Regions from separate parts of the Ovis aries genome. Here region 1 is linked to region 2. Evidence: chromatin contacts called from public Hi-C data. All regions are on one chromosome and are shown on one strand. Each heading gives the region's core, a stretch centred on a gene start, on an enhancer-like site or on the middle of the called end of the contact. The rest is flanking DNA. Distances are from core to core; before and after follow the strand shown. Region 1 holds the start of SPIRE1 (spire type actin nucleation factor 1). Region 2 holds the start of CIDEA (cell death inducing DFFA like effector a).

Evidence for each region. A called contact is a pair of places that touch in the nucleus more often than the background predicts.
Region 1: a Hi-C map of hypothalamus shows a contact between it and region 2, with 2.5 times the contacts expected there. The contact joins the promoter of SPIRE1 here to the promoter of CIDEA in region 2. A contact is called at or near these places in 2 of 16 Hi-C or Micro-C datasets (hypothalamus and skin fibroblasts).

What each region holds. Positions count from the first base shown.
Region 1 is chr23:43,536,324-43,542,238 of ARS-UI_Ramb_v3.0, forward strand. It overlaps SPIRE1 (spire type actin nucleation factor 1), which reads right to left and starts at 1,631. Exons shown (of 15, transcript XM_042239299.1): 1 at 1,296-1,631. The coding sequence starts at 1,572.
Region 2 is chr23:43,293,137-43,299,336 of ARS-UI_Ramb_v3.0, forward strand. CIDEA (cell death inducing DFFA like effector a) reads left to right here and starts at 4,006. Exons shown (of 5, transcript XM_042239292.1): 1 at 4,006-4,307.

The sequences.
Region 1 (5,915 bases), core at 381-2,880, 240 kb after region 2:
CATTAAAAGACTGGCTTTAAACAAAATTCTAAAAATCTGTTTACCCAACACCAAATATAAATAATAAATGTTCTGTTGGAATTGACAGAACTGATAACACACTCTTTTGACTGTTCTCTATTCTAATCAATAAGAATTTTCATTAAAACTCTATTCTGAAGTACATCTTTCACTTTAAGCATTCTGACACTTCCATCAACTTTCTAAAACTAAGAGTAGATTTTTTAAATGTTTTTAACATATTTGTCCCTCAGAAGACTGAATTAAACAAAAACTAATAGAAGAAACATATTACCAATCTCTTTAACATTGACAGATATTTGGGTAAACTGCAGCTATACACTGATGGGCAGGTGATAATCCCAAAGAATTTACATTAGATAATAACCTAAGTAAAACCCATTCTATCTGACATCCAGTCAACTTTTTACTTTACATTAGATAATAACCTAAGTAAAACCCATTCTATCTGACATCCAGTCAACTTTTTACTTTACAAGCCTGTTTTTCATTACAATAAATTTTAACGTACAGGGAAATCGTATTATATTGTTTGTCTGTTTTTAACCAGTCTCTTCATTTCTCCCCAAATAGCAGAATTCCCCTCAGGGCTCAGATTTCTTTACAATTCCAACCGAGGGAATATCGCTGTCCATCTCTGAAAACCATGATCTGCTGACAGCTTCCCGCGAAGGCGCAGCGGCCGGGGACCAGGTGCGGGCGAACCTGGGCAGCGCCGAGCGCATCCCACCTGGGTTCGGCCGCGAGCCGCACGAGCGCGCGTCCCACGACCGACCCCGCTCCTCCCCCGCCGGCCGCCGGCTGGTCGCCTCGACAGGCCGCAAACTGACCCTCAGACCCACGCCCCCTCCCGGGGCCGCCTCCAGACCCTCGCCCACGCACCAACCCACTCCCGCGGCGCTCGGCCGCAGACCTGGCCCGCGTCCCCGGCCTCCCGGGGCGGGGGAGGGGGCGCTGGGGGGAAGGGCCCGGGGCGCGGCGGGGGTCCTCCGTGGGAGATGGGGGACCGCGGTGGGGGAAGGGCCCGGGGCCTCGGCCAAGGTCCTCCAGTGGGAGACTGAGAAGTAACCAGGTCGAAGGGCCGAAGGCTGGGGTAGGGGAGGGTCCTGGTGGGGCCGGCGCCCGGGTGAGGGTCCTCCGTGGACCGTGGGAAATGGGGGCCGCGAGGAAGAAGGGTCCGGGGTCCGGAGCTGGGGACTGAGGGTCGCGAGCGGCGGGGAAAGGGCCCGCGGCGGGCCTCCTGCTGGGGAAGGGGGTCGGGGGGGACGGCTCACCCGCGTCGCCGGTGGCGGGCGCCAAGGTGACGGCGCCGTCCCTCCACAGGCGGATCTGCGCGGCCGAGCGCACCCGGCGGCGGGGCTGGCGGCGGCCGGCGTCCGCGGCGCGCAGGGAGCCGCAGCACTGGTAGCACACGGCCCACGCCTGCTCCTCGTTGATGGGCTGATTGTAGAGCCGCAGGATCTCCTCCAGGCTCAGCGCGTCCTGCGAGCCCGCGGCCGCCCCGGCGTCCGGAGGCCCCTCGCCGCCCTCCGGGCCGACCGGCTGAGCCATCCCGCGGGTGGCGCCGCGCTCGGGGCGCCGCGTCTCCTCAGCTGCGGAGCATCGTCTCTGCGCGCCGCCGCCGCCTCATCCCCGGAACCCCGCCCCACGTGCCGCGCGCGCCGCCGCGGGGACAGGGCGGAGACCTGGCCGGGACCGGGCTGCAGAACTGAGCTGGGGGAGGGCCGAGGGACTAGGCGTGGGCCCGCGCGCCTGACGAAACCACCGCCAGCCGGTAGCGGCGCAATGGCGCCCGCGGCCCCGCCCCGCGGCGCGCAGCCCTGGGGTTCGCCCCGCCCTCTAAGCCACGCCCCAGGGGAGCACCCCGCCCATAACCCCGCCTCCACGGACGGCCTGGCTCCGCCCCTCCTCTGTCCGGGGTTCTCCGCGCACTTCGAGCCCCGCCCCCAGGTTGGCCCCGCCGCCAGGAGTCGCCCCTCGCCTGCAGTCGCACCTGCATCACACCCACGCCGGCCTCCACGCTGGGACAGACTTCGTAGTCGCCTGGCCTCTCCCCTCGCGTCCTGTTTTGCTCGTTGGGTACTGTCGCCATCAACGCACCGGACCGTACGCTCGGATAACCTCCTTCTCCGCTCCCAACTTCACGAGGGAGTGAAGCCCCAGGACAGGGTCTTTATGGATTTTGCTCACTGGCTTCTCCCAAGCGCACGGATCAAGGCCTGGGGTACAAGCTTGTAGCAAACAATCGCAGACATCCTTCAGATTCGTTTGTGACGTTTGTACAACTTTTCACCAAGATAGTGTTCCCAGTGACCACACGCCTACATAGCCAAGCTAACCCAGTCTGTTCACACCTCATGAACCGCTATCACACGGACATTTAGCCATAGAAGAAAAGGAAAAAAATCCTCATGGGCCACGATGGACCATTAAGTGTGCGATAAAAGAGAGTTCTTGGATAAAACAATCGCTCCTTGGCAAATGAGTTTAATTGGTAACACTCCACTCTCAGACTAGTCCTGTATGAGAAACTTACAGAGTTGAAAGCATCAATCAGTAAGGTATGTATCTAATGGTAAATACCAATAAACATTTTAAGGCAGTTTTATGTGCAGTGTTAGATATTGCACCCTCAACAACTGCATCTTATAGTAGAAATTATTAATACAAGTCGATTCTTAATGCCTAAGACACCACAGTACATAAAGCAGGAATAGGGAGAAGACAAAAAGCAAGAATAGATAAGACTTTGAAAGAGGAAGGAAAAGCTTCTCCCTGGGCACTCTAATTTCATTACAAGATATACAAAACAAACCTTTGAAGTAATGTCACTTAATTACCGGTTTATAATCCAATTTGTAAAAAATGCACTGTGTGTGCCACATCCCCAAAAAGACAAAGGTCTAATTCCTTACATGATGACATAGATAGGATGGATGTAGATATACAAAACCTCTTGATTAAAAACATAGAAACTAATGCTAAATTTTTGCTGTTTTAAAAGTTTAGACCCCGTGTGAATTTTGAGAATACAGATGACTTTATTAGTTTTGTTTTTGTTTGACTCTGCCTCGTGGCATCTTAGTTCCCCTACCAGGGATGAAACCCCAACCCTTTGCCATGGAAGCCTGGAGTCTTAATAACTGGCCTCTAGGGAGGCCCCTAAAGCACTGGTTTTGAGTAATACTGAGAAACAGAGGAATGGTCTACTTTGATAGACAATAGCACCATCTTCTGGCCTTATGAGATATTGCTGCAGTGTTGCACTTAATTACAGCCTAAAGTCACAAACATTTTTGTCCTTCCTCAAAAAACCACAACAAACTGTGGAAAATTCTGAAAAAGAAGGGAATACCAGACCACCTGACCTGCCTCTTGAGAAATCTGTATGCAGGTCAGGAAGCAACAGTTAGAACTGGACATGGAACAACAGACTGGTTCCAAACAGGAAAAGGAGTACATCAAGGCTGTATGTATATTGTCACCCTGCTTATTTAACTGATATGCAGAGTACATCATGAGAAACGCTGGGCTGGATGAAGCACAAGCTGGAATCAAGATTGCTGGGAGAAATATCATTAACCTCAGATATGCAGATGACACCACCCTTATGGCAGAAAGCGAAGAACTAAAAACCCTCTTGATGAAAGTGAAAGAGAGTGAAAAAGATGGCTTAAAGCTCAACATTCAGAAAACTAAGATCATGGTATCCAGTCCTATTACTTCATGGCAAATAGATGGGAAAACAGTGGAAACAGTGTCAGACTTTATTTGGGGGGGCTCCAAATCACTGCAGATGATGACTGCAGCAATGAAATTAAGACACTTGTCATAGAAGAAAAGTTATGACCAACCTAGACAGCATATTAAAAAGCAGAGACATTGCTTTGCTGACTAAGGTCCGTCTAGTCAAGGCTATGGTTTTTCCAGTAGTCATGTATGGATGTGAGAGTTGGACTATAAAGAAAGCTGAGTGCCAAAGAATTGATGCTTTTGAGCTGTGGTGTTGGAGAAGACTTTTAAGAGTCCCTTGGACTGCAAGGAGACCCAACCAGTCCATCCTAAAGGAAATCAGACCTGAATGTTCACTGGAAGGACTGATGTTGAAGCTGACATTCCAATACTTTGGTCACCTGATAATGGTCAACTGACTCATTTGAAAAGACTCTGATGCTGGGGAAGATTGAAGGCAGGAGGAGAAGGGGATGACAGAGGATGAAATGGTTGGATGGCATCACCGACTCAATGGACATGAGTCTGGGTAAACTCTGGGAGCTGGTGATGGACGGGGAGGCCTGGCGTGCAGCAGTCCATGGGGTCGCAAAGAGTCACACACGACTGAGCAACTGAACTGAAAAAAAAAAAAAAACACCACCAAATGATTTAATCAACTGAGCAACCCATGAGCCAGACACCTGGTAATCCTGGCATAGGGCAGTAAATAAATCTCAGGAGAACAATGACAGAAAGAAGAGAGCGGAAGTGAGGAAAAGAAATCCATATTTAACCTTCAATGTTAACTTTAAAAGATGTAGTCTTTAAAAAGATTCACAACAGGATTGTTTTCCCTTCCTAAGTGATAATTTTTTTAAATATGAATAGATTTTAGCAAGAAAAATATTTTGGCACTAAATCACAGGAATATACAATATTACATACAACAGAAGGGCTTTTATTTTTGCCAAATTCATTACTGATATATTGTGTTTAAATTTCTTGCCTTTGTGAGCATATGTGGAATTAAGTTGTGGCAAGATTCTTGAGAGTCCCTTGGGACTGCAAGATCCAAGCAGTCCATCCTAGAGGAGATCAGTTCTGGGTGTTCATTGGGAGGACTGATGTGAAAGCTGAAACTCCAATACTTTGGCCACCTCATGCAAAGAGTTGACTCACTGGAAAAGACCCTGATGCTGGGAGGGATTGGGGGCAGGAGGAGAAGGGGATGATAGAGGATGAGATGGCTGGACGGCATCACCGGCTTGATGGACATGAGTTTCAGTAAACTCTGGGAGTTGGTGGTGGACAGGGAGGCCTGGCATGCTACGATTCATGGGGTCACAAAGAGTCGGACATGACTGAGAGACTGAACTGAACTGAACTGAAGATGACTAGTTAAATGTTTGATGTTCCTTCTGTATGCAGAAAAAGTAAAAGGTAAATCCTTAAAAATCCTAGCTATCTTGTTATAAATCCATTCATTGTATACCCCCAAACACTTGATGCTTTTTTATACAGAGTGTAATTGTACTAATTTTTATATGATTTTTCAGAACCCTTTGCAATCTGGATAAGCCCCAACTGTCTATCACCCCCAGGACTCTTAGAAAGTGACCACTGACAACTCAGAGGCTCTCAGAGGCTGACACCACCTCTGCAGGTTCAACCAACACTGTGGTGTAGCTCGGAACCTTCTCAGTTTCTCATTCTCAACTCAAATTCAAAGATTCAAACATCTTTATGTACAGTTTACTTTGTTCCAATTTCTGTCATTGATTTTCTTATTCTGTGGCTTCACTACCTTTAAAAAGTCACTCTATGTAGTTAAAATGTCTGCACAACTCAGATCAACATTTGAATGCCATCTTCAGATGCTGACGTCTGTGAAAAGTGGTGGCCTGTGTTAGTTACTCTGAATGTAGTTTTAGTTTTTATTGATTTTGCTGTTATATATTTATTAAACAATGGAATCCTTGAGATGTTTTATCATCTTATATTTACTTATCATTTTCGCAGAATAAATGTACTTCGTGTTTCACACTCTGGACATGGACATGCTGGCTGAGCTGCTCCGAGTCTTTCAGGGAGCACGGCCTTTCGGGGGACACGCTGCCTGTGCAGCCCACGCTTATCCCAGACACTCTCAGATAACTGCTCCTAAGAGGCACATTCACCTA
Region 2 (6,200 bases), core at 2,756-5,255:
ACCTGCCAATGCAGGAGACGCAGGTTCGATTCCTGGGTCAGGAGGATGCCCTGGGGAAGGAATCCACTCCAGTATTCTTGCCTGGGAAATACCATGGACAGAGAGGCCTGACCGACTACAATCCATGGGGTTGCAAAGAGTTGGACAAGATGGAAGTGACTTAGCATGTACACACTCAGGCCAAATGAGTTTCAAAATTGCAAATTTTATAAGAAAAAGGTGTGGGGGCTCAGGACGCTAATAATTTGGATACAGTTTCTTTAAAAGCAAAAAATAAAAATAAAACACTGCATGTTGTATGTCTGCTGAATGCAGTCTGCAGACAGCTGTGTTCCTGCTGCCCTTCTTCTTTATCTTTGTCAGGAGGTTTAACATCATCTGCTCACATGGAGATCCCACTCTCGCAGGCTGGCTTCAGTGATAAAGAGGAAGGTGGCATCCTGGGTACTCCCATAACGACGCAGAGCAGGTTCAGACCCATTAACACAATTTGGCTTTTTATGAAAGCCGCCCTCTTTCTGAATTTTTGACCACTAAATCAAGACACATTGTTTAATGAGTGCTTGCATGCATGTATGCTAAGTTGCTTCAGTCGTGTTCAGTTTCTTTGCAACGCTATGGACTGTAGTCCACCAGGTTCCTCTGTCCATGGGATTCTCCAGACAAGAACACTGGAGTGGGTTGCCATGCCCTCCTCCAGGGGATCTTCCCGACCCAGGGATCCAATCTGCCTCTCTTATGTCTCCTGCATTGGCAGGGGATTCTTTACCACTAGAGCCACCTGGGAAGCCCAATGAGTGCTTAGGAATTCACAAAGTGAGATCTGCAAACACGGACTCCATTGACTGCTCTAATGTATCAATAAATCTTCCTGAACAGTCAAAACAGTCCTTTCACACTAATCCTTTCTGTCTGGCCCATGCTGCAAGCAGACTTGGGCTGCCCGACCTTGGAAAGACATATGCTTAGTTCAGTGCTGTTTATACACAAGAACAAAGGGAAAGGGCTCAATATTCGTCAAGGGGAAATGTTGAATACAACGTGTTATCTACGTGCTCTGATATGTATGCAGCGTTAAGAGTCTGAAGTCGATCAGTGTGCATTAGATATGACTGAGGTGTGAAGCACAACACTGCATTTAATACGTGTAATACAGTACCATCTGTGTAAACAGACCACATGCAGTGACACTCATAGAAGTGATCCCATGGCAGGACTCAGGTAAGTGAGGAGGCGGGCAGAACTGGTGACAGTGGTCTGGGAAGACCTCACCTTGTCTGTAAGGTTTTAATATAAACACCTCACAACGACAAGGTGTTTGTGTTTTACTTACAGAGTTAAAGTTTCGCTGAGACCTTTGTGGGAAGCTTCCAGCACCAGTTTGTGTACACGTGTTATGGCGGTGCTGGCCCCGCTCTGCTCTGCCCTTCTGCCCACTTGGGAAAGACCAGGAATTAGCCCCAAAACACAGCCTTCTCTGGGCCCTTTCTCTGCAGAGAAGTCAGCAGAAAAACACATCACTTTTGTTCCTACATTTGGGAGAAAAGGAAACATCCACACCCAGGAATGACACAACCACAGGGATAGGAGAGTACGGTGGGTGGGGGGCGGGGCAGGCCCGGGGGTAGGGGGTAGATGAATCCTGGTCCCCAAAGAGGGGCTTCTCGGCCCGTGGACCCCTCAGAGGGCCTGGGTATAGGCGTTTCTGAGGAGACGCTGCAGTTTCCATTGATACTATATTTAAGGGTCTGGAGCCCCCAAAGGCTGAGAACCACTGCTCCAAGGTCTCAGTGAGCGTCATGGGCATGAGTTGTAAGTCAACCCCGGGGTCTTCACACTGGCTACACAGACTCCATGAGATCGCAAAGTCCAGTCTGGAAGAGGAGGACTTTTGCTCCTAGTCCAGTTGGGGAGACAGTTGTCTCAACTGAGGGCTGTTGCACAACCTCCTGCCCCTGTGGCCTTACATACAGCCTGTCCTGCTTTCTCCCAGTCAGGCACCGGGCAGACGGGATGGCACCCGGGGCCAGCTCCACCCCTCCTGGCTGTGGTTCTTCTGTGTGCAGAATTCCCACTACACAGAGAAGCCTGCCCGGCTCCAGGACCTGCCTTCCTTGGCTGCCACTGGACTGTAGGTGTGAGTGGGGTGAGGCCCTGTCCATGGCACTGCTGTGCAGATTCTTCCCAACGTGGCTTCCCAGTGGGCACTCCCTGACCCTGGCTCCTCCAGATCCCCCCACACCCCCCATGTCCTGGTGTGCCTCTGCCCTTCCTAAAACAGCACAGAACAGCCCCCACCACACACAGCTCCCCACCCTCACCCGGCCCCAGCTCCAAAGTCCCTTCCAGGACACTTTAAGGTAGAATTCGCACATTTGCCCCCTTTGAAATAGGCCTTCAGGTGTTGCTGCTGCCATAGCATCTTGTTCACTCATTCGCTCACTAACAAGCCTTCACCCTCGAGGCCCTGGGAGTGAGTCAGTGAGCTACTCACTGGTTGGTTCCATGTACGAGTCTCCTGTGAACTTGACCCTCACTACTCCAGCCTGGGCCTGACACACCTGGACTCAGGCATGGAGGCCGTGTATATGCACAAGGCAACAGTGGCCTGGGGAGCTTAATTGTAGACTGAACATCAGGTGCAGTTGGGAGTCATTTCTTTCGGAGAGGAAACATCACTGTTATGTGTAATAATGTTCTGGTTTCTTCAGAGATGCAAGTTGAAGCATTTGGGGTTCAAATAAACATACAGATAAAAAAACAAGCAATTATGTCAAAATATTGAATCCAGGCACTATGTATAAAGATGCTCATGGCATGTTCTTTCTAAACATCTTTATATTTTAAATTTTTTGCAATAAAACTTATTTTAGAGGCAAGTTGAATTGAACTGATTGGACCCACTGTCTCATTATCAAGCTGCGTGTCCAGGCTGCTCTGACAGAGTGCTGGACACCAGTGGTTTATTATGAACAACAGAGTTTTATTGCCCAAGGTTCTGGAGGCTGGAAGCCCCAGATCTGGACCAGCAGGGCCCAGTTCTGGTGACACCACCTCCTGGTTCATGGCAGACAGTCCCTTCCCTGTGTCCTCAGGAGGCAGAAGGGGTGAGGGAGCTCTCTTATAAGGACAGTAACCCCATCCATGGGGTAACTGGCCTCATAACCCCAGCACCCACCCCCCACCCAGGCCCACCTTCTAAAGCTAGCACACTGGCCATTAGGAGGTCAGTACATGAGTTGTGAGGGGTATACAACATTCAGGCAACTGGCAGGGGGGCGAGATCCAGATGGGGCTCTGGGCCCGAACCCTCGACGCCTGCCACCACTGGAACCCCGCAGGTCCGGGGGATACCAGGACTCTGGAAAGAGATTGCTTTTGGCCCCGCACTTCCCTCGGTGACATCATGAGCCTCGGGGCAGGACGGAGGAGGAAGAGGAGTAGGAACTCAGGCAGCAGGGCCAGCTGTGCAGGTCACGTGAGTCCGGACCGAGGCAGAGGTCAGGCCACAGAGGTCAGGCCACAGCGCTCTGGGAGCCGGCTCCGCGCGGCTGGGCCTGCGCGCCGACGGGGGCCAGTCACCCCGAGTGCAGGCGGCGCTGGACAGTGTCAGCCGGGTTTCTCCTTCCGAAGGATCAGGGCCAACTGCCCCAACCCCTAACCCGCTCTAGAGAGTCGGCTTCGCAATTCAGAGAGGGAACAGCTGACAGCCCGGCCCCTCTGAGGTCTGACCCCTTCCGGCAGAGCATCCCTTCCCACGTCCGGTGTCCCACATCCTGGGCCGCACCCGCCCCTCCACTGCAGAGGCTGCGCTGCCGGCGTGGCAATGTCCCCACTGACCCATCCGACAGGCCAACCGGCGACCCTCGATGGCACGGGGAATGGCTGGGCTCCGGGTTGTCGGCGGAATGGTTGTCTGGTGCAAAGCTCCGCAGCCCAAGGGGCGTGGACCTGGGCGGGGCGAGCGGTGGCGCTTTAACAGGCCCGAGCGCCAGGAGGCCGGCCGGGCGGGGACTGACCGGACCGAGCGATGGAGACCGCCCGGGACTGCGCCGGAGCCCTGCTCAGGCGAGTGCCGCGCTGGTTTGCGCCCCCGGCGCCTCGCATCCCCCTGGCGCTCCCGCCGCCTCGGGGCCCCTCGTCTCCTCGCCCCCCGGGGCCCCCTACGCCCCGTGCCCCTCTGCTTCCCGCGTCCCTCTGCGCGGCCCTGCGCCCCCAGCCCGCGCGCGTCCCCTCCCGAGTCTCCGACCGCCCCCAGCGCCAGGTGCGGCCCCCAGGTGCGCGGGCTCCGGGAACAGGTGAACGCGGTGAGTGCCCGAGCCGCATCTCTTGCCGCCGCGGGAGCAGACGAAGCGGGACCCAGGAGACCCCCGGCGCGCGGGGGGCCAGGCTGCTCCGGGTCCCCGACCGTGGCGGGAGCTAGGGCTAGACGAGGGGCTCCGGTGGGACGCTGGACGGCTTCGGAGTGGCCAGTTCACTCCTCAAGGCCACGCGGGCTCCGGCACTACCTGATGGCGCTGGCTGAGCTCTCGGGTTTGTACCGCGAAGTTTGGGGGAAAGTAGTGGCGCTGCAGCCAGGGCCGGGGCAGGGGATGCGGGACAGTGGTAGAGGTGCCGGCGGACTGCGGGGCCTCCTCACCCGCCTCCCACTCCCGGTGACCGAGGCCCCGCATCACTTTTCCTTCTTGGGTTCGTCTTAACGTCCAAAAACCCAACCCACTCCTCCTCTGTAAAATCCTGATGATCCTGGTGGCAGTGACTGTAGATTTAAGGGAGGGAAATGGCAACCCACTCCAGTGTTCTTGCCTGAAGAATCCCAGGGACGGGGCAGCCTGGTGGGCTGCCGTCTCTGGGGTCGCACAGAGTCGGACACGACTGAAGCGACTTAGCAGCAGCAGCAGCAGCAGCAGCAGCAGCAGCAGCAGCAGCATGCTTCTCTGAAGATCGTCAAAAGGCGAGAAGCCCTTGAATGCTTTTTTTTTTTTAATTTATTTTTAAATTGAAGGATAATTGCTTTACAGAATTTTGCTGTTTTGTGTCAAATATCAACATGAATCAGCCATAGGTGTACATATAAATGCAGGTTTTCCCAGGTGACTGGGGTGGAGGGATTGGGTGGGTGAGGCGGTAGTGTGATCTGTGAGCTTCTGAACCTGGGTCTTTAAAGGGGGCTTCCTGCCATACCCAGGGTTAGAGAGCTGCCACAATGGAAGGGGAGCTGTCTGGCTGGGGCTGTCTCTTTAAAACTGGGACCCCAGGAAGGTGAGAGACAGATTTTTTCATGCCTCTTCACTCATGTGGCTTAGACCTAAAGGAAGGGCCCTGGTTTTTTCCCTGGTTTCTTCCTCTTCCTCCAACTCCACTCACAACCCTCCCCCACCCCCAATCCCACTCCTGGGGTAACAAAAGCTGACGGCTTGGAGTGCATCCTCCAAGCGTTTCTCCCTAGGAGCTCTCTCACGTCCTCTGGGCACTGAGCTGGTGAGCCAAGTTGTAAGGATGACAGGAGGATCAGTTCCTGGCTGGTGTGGACTGAACAGGAGGACAAGGCAAGACCTGCAAGATTAAGGCTGCCCTTGCCCTTGCACCTGACCCTACAGTGTCAATCCCAAACCCTCTGTGTGAGGAGGAAGGACTTGCTTCTGAAGTCTTGCTTCTGCAGTTACTGTGCAGATGATCTCATCCGGAAGGACTGATCTGCTTAGCCAGCCCTGAGTGCGGGGCTCTGGGCGGAGGACCACCCTGGGGACACACTGTCACCAGGTCCTGCTTGCATGCTGAGCTGCTCCATTCATGGGACCCCACCTGCTTCTGCCCACCTGTAACACTTGCTGAAAGGAAAACTTTCTCTGCCTTCCTTAAAGCTATATCCAGGCTGCATGAGACCCCCTGGCAGGCAAGGTGACTGCTGGACTTCTGTCGCCTCTCAGTGGTCCTGGTAGAGTTTTCCTAACTCTGTCTTTTGTTAGTAAGTACCTGCATGTTGCCAAGGCAGGAACCTAATGTCTTTTTTTAACATCAGATGCAGGTAAGCAATGATCTTAACCCAGTTATTAGTTTGTCCATTGTCTGTGATCAGGAGGCCTTGGTGGTAATGGAAGCAGCCCAAGGTCTCCTGGCTCGGCTCCAGATGCCCAGGATGTCCATCCCCACAGTGTATGTTGTCGCAGACACAGCCTGCTCTGACTTTGTGTCCTGGC